2 separate regions of the Astyanax mexicanus genome follow, and region 2 is linked to region 1. Evidence: chromatin contacts called from public Hi-C data. All regions are on one chromosome and are shown on one strand. The core of a region is the stretch at or near the end of the contact, and the rest is flanking DNA. Distances in the headings are between cores, read along the strand shown.

The links. Hi-C and Micro-C count contacts between places; a contact is called where the count stands out from the background.
Region 2: a contact with region 1 is called in a Hi-C map of muscle, with 7 times the contacts expected there. The contact joins the enhancer-like site here to the promoter of LOC103029501 in region 1. A contact is called at or near these places in 2 of 3 Hi-C or Micro-C datasets (both in muscle).

What each region holds. Positions count from the first base shown.
Region 1 is chr17:31,490,491-31,494,226 of AstMex3_surface, forward strand. LOC103029501 (transcription factor 4) reads left to right here and starts at 1,283. Exons shown (of 20, transcript XM_022676294.2): 1 at 1,283-1,609; 2 at 3,157-3,249. The coding sequence starts at 3,178.
Region 2 is chr17:31,676,078-31,679,822 of AstMex3_surface, forward strand. All of the region lies in intron 8 of LOC103029501 (transcription factor 4), which reads left to right. Among protein-coding and RNA genes, the nearest start is that of LOC103022577, 100 kb to the right of the region's middle. Within about 2 kb of position 2,229, the one cell type or tissue checked has an H3K27ac peak away from gene starts, as active enhancers do.

The DNA of each region.
Region 1 (3,736 bases), core at 33-2,532:
CTTTCCCTAAGCTGAGCAGTATTTCAGAAGGCGCCTCAGCAGAATGCAGAACTTAAAGTGTGTATGAAGCACTTTTATTTATTTTATTATATTCTGTAGGGAAAAATCCCAAAACATCACAACGTCACGCTCTGTGACCCGGGCTGGGAGGGTGAAGTGCGTCCCGGATGTTAAAGAGACTTTATTATTTTTTTATCTTCCCACCCGTTTTGGATGGAGCCCCGCCTGGTGCACGCTGATTGGCTAGTTGCGGCAGGCAGTTTGCGGTGGGATTGGCTCTTGAGGTCCCGCCTTGTTCGCTGATATTGGTGAGCAGCTCCCAGGCTACTCTTTACGGGTTGGCTCGGAGTGCAGCGTGTGCTGGGATCTGATTGGCTAATCGCGTCCAGCCTCCTTTAGTATAAGTGGATTGCTCTGCCTGGTGGCGGCTTAAGTTCTTATCTCTGATTGGCTGAAGGCAGACTGGGCGGGACTAAAACTTTTTTTAGGCTTACTTTTTTATTTTTATTTGATCTATTCAATTTAATTATATACGCTTAAACACGAACCAAAATAAAGTAAGGACATAAAGTTGACAGTTCACATTATGTCCAAAACATAAATAAACTAATATATATACTAAGTAATATACACCAGTTTCTGAATCAGTTTGTCTGAATTTGCTATTTATAGGTATATGTTTGAGTAAAATGAACATGAGAAATGGCTAAAATAAAAAAATATGCAGAGCTTTCAGACCTTAAATAATGCAAAGAAAAAAATAAGTTCATATTCATAAAGTTTTTGGAGTTCAGAAATCAATGCTTCTTGGCATGTTCTCCTTCACCAGTCCTAGACAATACTTTTGTATAACTTTATGCCACTCCTGGCACAAAAATTCAAGCAGTTCAGCTTGGTTTGATGGCTTGTGATCATCTATCTTCCTCTTGATTATAATCCATAGGTTTTCTATTTGGTAAAATCAAAGAAACTCATCATTTTTAAGTGATCTCATTTTTTTTCCAGAGCTGTGTATATATTTATTTATTTATTTAAATACATATTATATAATACATTATTTTATCATGTTTATACATGACAAAATAAAGATCAAATATTATCATATTTTACGAACAATTCAAACATCTTCATCTTACGATAATTTATTATTATTATTATTTTTCATCAACCTTAAAACTTGCAAGTGCAAGTATTGGCCAATGCTGGGCAGAGGTGGGCGTGGCTTGTCGGAAAACAGGTGGGGAAAAAAACACTGCGCGCCTCTCCAGCACGCCGCTATGGAAAGTGGCCAGCTAGCCGGTTCAGCCCCAACTCCGAGGACCGCGGCGGCCGGGACGCGCTAGCCGGACTCCTGTGCGCCTCTTACGGATGTTTATCTTCGCCTTCGCTGCGGAACAGCCATGCCGGAACACTTCGTCGCGTCTCGAGACTTATGCAGATTTTAACGACGCTCGCGGACAAAAGATCTTTAGCTGGCTGCCTAGCTGAAGCGCGCGCGGGGAGGAGAAGCTTCAGAAGAAAGTGCTTCATTCTGCCACTAAGAACCGATACTTTGTGACGACCCATCCGAGCTGCCGCGCGCGCGGGTGGACTGACATTCCCGACCAAGGTAACTAACTGTGTTGCGCAGAAGCTGCTCCGAGCTCGCGCCAGATACACATGCAGACAGACCGTGCGCGAGCGCGTAAAAAGTGCTGTATTTTTTTTTGCTTTTTGGCTGGTGTGTGTAGTGTGTGCGCGTGTGTGCTTTTAAATAACACTGTCACGAGCAGCTCGAGCTGTCATAACTTTAAATGAAGAGCAGTTTTACGATAAAACGTGACCGTGTTCGCGGTCACGCTGGTTTTGTACGCTGGAACTGAAGCTAAGCTAAAGGGTAAAGTTGGACACTGCAGGTCCTGAAGTGCTGCTTACTTGGCAACACACACACATATATGTATACACACACATACATAAACACACGCACGCACGCGCTCTGTGCCGCATAGCTGGGTCATGTGTGCCAGTCTTGGGGCTCGTGCAGAGTTGTAGGAGGAGTTTGGGGACATGGTGCACATCATCACTATTGTTCACTATCATTTTATATTGTTTAGTATTGTTTACTAGTGTTAACTAATTAATTAGCTTCATTAATTAGTATTTAGCACCTACTGTTTACTATTGTTTCTAATTAATTATTTGATAATATGCTTAGTTGCATAGTCTTCCATACAAGTATGCATGCATTTCCTCCAGGCCTTCCAGGATGCATCAGGTTGGTGCATGCACTCTCTGTGCCAGTGCGCGTGCCAGGCTACGTCTGAGGCCTGCCTTGATGAGGTGACCATGCAAAACCGTCGTCCATCAGTCCCAGCATCCACTTGTGCATCCTGACTCCTGACCCCGTGCTTATTATACTCAAGTAGGCTAGTGCAGAAGTGCACTATTTTAAGGGGATTATTTGTTGTAGTGTGCTATTCTTATTTTAATACTGCAACATACTGCAAGCCTATACGTAACTTTACGTAACAATCAAATCACATCGCATCAGGCGCGTGCTGCATCATTGCTGCATGCATTTTATATGCTAAATATCTTTAGCACTCTTGACTCTTGCACATTTTATTTAGGTGGCCAGAGGTGCGTGCACTCTGCAAGTTCAGCCAGAGCGCGAGGGCGCGGAACCAAACCAACTGTTTGCACCATGAAACCTTTTGCATTCATTCACTTATTAATTATTTCATTAGATTGATTCACCTATTCGTTCATTTGTTTATGTATATTTATTGCATTTTGTGCGCGAGCCATTTTTTTGTTTGTTTGTTTGTTTGTTTTTACTGTATTTGCACGCGAATGTTACCCGTACCCATATAATTTAACGTGTGAACATATATGATACACAAACGTGCATCATGTCCCCCCACCCGTTTTATTCCAAAATTAAAAAAAGTGATGCACGCTTTCTAAATAATAAAAAAGTGATGCACGCGCCCTCCTGTTGCACGAGTCTGCACCGAGCTGTGCGTGCATGCATGCGTGCGCTTTTTACGAGCAACGTTTGAAACATATCCCCCCTCTTCCTCCGTCCTCCTCCTCCTCCTTCACCACCACCTCCTCCTCCTCCCTGCTCGTCCCCGGGCCGTCTTCTCACCGCGCGCTCCGTGTCCATGTTTCCAGGTCTTGGGCGATCTGGCTAAAATGCACCACCAGCAGCGGATGGCAGCCCTTGGCACGGACAAAGAACTGAGTGACCTACTGGACTTTAGCGCGGTAAGCAAGAGCTGCCTTGCTTCCAATTGCATTGCATTGAAAAATTCAAAATGCAAACAATAAAAAAGAACACACGCACGCGCTTTTTCTTTTTTTGTTTCTTTTTTTTTGCATCGTGTTTGGCTTGTTTTTTTTGTTTTGTATTTGCACGTTTGCATGGTTCTGCATGCGCGAGCTTTGGGGGATATGATTGCTGAGTATGATTTATCCATTAATCAATTACAATAATAATAATACCACAATAAAAGTAGAAATAATGATAGCCTATATTTTTAAAGTTAGCAAAATCCCGCACTAAAATAATAATAATAAAAATGTTTAAAAAAAAAAAGCTGCACAAAACTTCTGTCCACATCATAACATCAAAAAAAAGCTCACGAAACGGATGCAGGCGCGCGTGTTCAGCGTCGCGCGACACTTTTAAAAGGCTTTTTCATTTTTGCGCGTAGCTTATCTTATCGATCTTTTTTATTTATAAAAACGTACG
Region 2 (3,745 bases), core at 979-3,478, 190 kb after region 1:
TATGATACTGTTCTGTTATGTATTGATTTTGTAGCCCAGATTCTGTTCACTATTATAGTGCTCTATTGTGTCATAATGTAGAGTAAAGTGATTTGTGGCCTGTTACATTTCACTATTGTAGTGTTACAGAGTGGGGAATAGTGACTAGGGTCTTTATGTTCTGTGTAATAGTGCTGTGTGGTGTGTGATTTTCTGCTCACTATTATAGTATTGTTTAATGTCACTGTGATTAGGGCCTCACTTGTGTTTACTATAAAAGTGCTCTGCAGTGTCAGTGTATGGACTAGTGAATATGGTCTTCATTGTAATAGTGGTCTTTATTGTCAAAGTGTTAAAGAGAATTTCTGTTCACAATAAAAAGTGTTCTATAGTGTCATATGGTGAGGAAATGTGTTACATTGGTTAAATGATAGTGTCTTATAGTATTACAGTATGGGTAAATATAATTGGGGCCATAATGTTTCTTACCACAATAGTGATCTATTGTGTCAGATTGTGGGGAATGTCTGTTTACTATAAAATAGGAAATTATAATTGTGGCCCTATATTGTCATTTCTGTTCACTGTTAGAGTATAATGTCTTAAAGTGTGTCACAGTGTCTACAATAGTGATCTGGGCTGAATTGTGTTCACTATTGTAGTGTTCTGTATTTTTACAGTGTAGGAAATTCTTGTTTACTGTTGTGGTGTTTTAGACGCCAGCACAGCGTTGGAGTAGGATGGACGGATTTCTTTCCCACGCCAAAATCTGAAAGCATCACTTGTCTGTTTTCAGCCTCCTCTCTCTCTCTCTCTCTCTCTCTCTCTCTCTCTCTCTCTCTCTCTCTCTATCTCTCTCTCTCTCCTCTGCCCAAGTTTGTTTAAAGTAGACAGCGTTAATTAAATTAAGTTAGGCTACCAGAAGGCGCAGTCGGGACGTTAATCTCCTGTGTGCTCCCAAATCCCAAATCCTGAGCTCCTGCTCCCCCTTCAGGCCGGCTGTGGAACTGCAGATTTTACTCTGACTGTAGGACAGCGCAGGAGTCAATTCTCTCTGTCAGTGTGTGTGTGTGTGTGTGTGTGTGTGTGTGTGTGTGTGTGTGTGATGGGCTTCAATAAGGATCTGGCCAGTCTTCTCCGGGTCCAGGTTTCTCCAGGCCAAGGCCACTTTACTGCTGCAGGAACGAGTTCTCGCGGTTCTGTGTCTCTCAATGACATTTTCAGACCAGGCTTCTGAAGACGGAAAGAGAGAAAGAGAGAGACTGAGAGAGGAGGAGAGAGAGAGAGAGAGAGAGAGAAAAGAAAGAGAGCAGTCACCGGAAACTGACCTAATATTGTTCTTGATTCTCTCTCTCTCTTTTGTATGTTTTCTTTTTCTTCTATTCTTCTCTATTTATTTTGTGCTTTTTTTTACTTCTTCTCTGGATTTTTCTAACTTTCTTTTTTCTCTCTCTTTTTTTTAATTATTTTTTTCTTTTTTGCCTTTTTTGTGATCTTTATCTCTTTATTCCTTTTCCCTTTGTTCATTTGTTCCTTTTTTGTCTTTCTGTATTTTATTTCACTTTTTTTCTTATGTCTCTTTCTATATCTCATCTGTCTCACTCTCTGCATTCCGTTCCTCATCCCTTTTTCTTTTCCTTTTCTTTTAGACCTTGATCTTTATTCGTTTTTTTTTTTCTTTCTGATGCTGACTTTTTCTTCATCTTTTTACTCTTTGGTTGGGTTTTGTTACTTTTTTCCATTTCTTCTTTCTTTTTCTGTCTTTCATTTTATTCTTTCTCCTTTTCTTAGTTTTTTTCTTTATTTCTATTTTACTTTGATTCTCTTTTGTTCCTTTCTTTCTTTTTTCTTTTTTTTATCCTCAATTATTGCTAATTTCTCAGTTACTCTCTTCTGCTTTCTCTCATTCTGTTTATTCTCTTTCTCAGATTCTCTCTCTCTCTCTCTCTCTCTCTCTCTCTCTCTCTCTCCCTCTCTGATGGTGTGGCTTGACAGCCGTGTACAGAAGGTTAAAGAGGGCACCGAGGAAAACAAATAAACAACAACGATAAACAACAGCAACGACAGTAAACAACAGCAGCATCAGTAAACCCGAACCCAGCTCAGAATCAGAACCAGCATCGCTAACTGGGTGTGTTCCCACACACACACACACACACACACACACACACACAGAGGTTCAGGTGTGTATCCATGGCGACGGACTGTGATTGACAGGCGGGTGGAGGTGAGGTTTTGGCCGCGTCCCAAAACTTTGGGGGAAAAGAGAAAATGGCTGCGGCTCCACCAGCTGTCGTCAGCGTTGTCTTAGGAACCAGAGTGTGGGAGAGTGTGTGTAGAGGAGTGTGTGTGTGTGTGTGTGTGTGTCTGCACAGGCATCTCTGTACACATGTACAAAGTGTATGTGTGTGCTTACAATTTAGTATATATTATAATTATATCTTTCTCTTCCTTAACCTGGATGTCAGTGACCTGTTATAACTGCATGTCAGCAGTGTTCTCATGTCTATTGCAGGTTCTAGATACTGTAGAAGTGAAGCTGAATCAGGGAGAACCATAGACATACTGCTTTATATAATATAATTTTTTTTCCCTTATATTATATACTGTAATTATATACTGTTATTATATACACTGTATTATTGAATATTGTAGCTTCTCTGAGTAGAAACCAGAGATCTGTTGATTAAATCAAATGGTAAGTCATTTAGAATCAATCTGATTTACACACTTTTAATATGTACAAATAGTGCATTTATAGCATATAGATATTTCACTTTTGCTGTACACAATTATTTCTTATTTTTGTGTGAATTATTATTTTTGTAGAGACTCTAGAGAATTCATCTTTAAAATATTACAATACATTAGTGTGAATTGGGTTTACACCATCTTCATGAGTTATTTAAATGTACTCCTGTTAAATTATAAAATACAAAAATCCATTTTTCATCAGTTTTCAAACCATATTTTCTAAATCTGATTTTTTTTTAATAACTTCAGTTTTCTTCAGTTTTATTTCAAAGAAAAAAATAAAATAAATAATTAATTAGCCGTATGTCATATTACATAATCTTCACTGGTCGTATAGAGATATGAATCATTTGGAGTGAATCAGATTCACACTGGATTATTCATATTGATTTCAATATGAATCTCAAAGCAAACAGTGTTCTCTGCAGTTGTTTGACTAGTAATGAGAAATGAACCCCTTTTGGTTCTGTATAGAACCATTTAAAATAGTGCAAAGAATCCAGAATCTAAATGGTTCCTTCAGTTTTCATGTTTCTACATAAACCCACTGCCTCTGCCGAAGAAGCCTCTGTTGTTAAATTGTAATCTGAAATAAACCGGTTAGGTGAACCTGTTCTGTTCACACAGTGAAAAGTGGATTATAATCATAAAGCTTTAACAGCACTTTAACACACAGTCTGACCTGTACCACGGTATCAGTGTGTTGTTGTGTGAGAGGAGAGAGAGAGAGAGAGGGAGAGCGGAGCTGCATTGGATGTTTTCTCTTCTTTTCTGTATCATTTTTTTAAAGCGTAAAAAAGAGAACAGAAGAGAACCAGCTGTGTGTCGGTCCGTCTCCCCCTGCGGACGCTGAGCTCAACCCACACCGCTCTCACTAACAGTCTTTCAGCTGCAAAATCACACACCCTCTGTTCCACTACATTTACAAACGGCGGAAGCTATAATTGTTTATAAAGTATTAAAAATGAGTCTTACTCTTAATAAGACATTTATGAAAGTGTGACTTCCAATT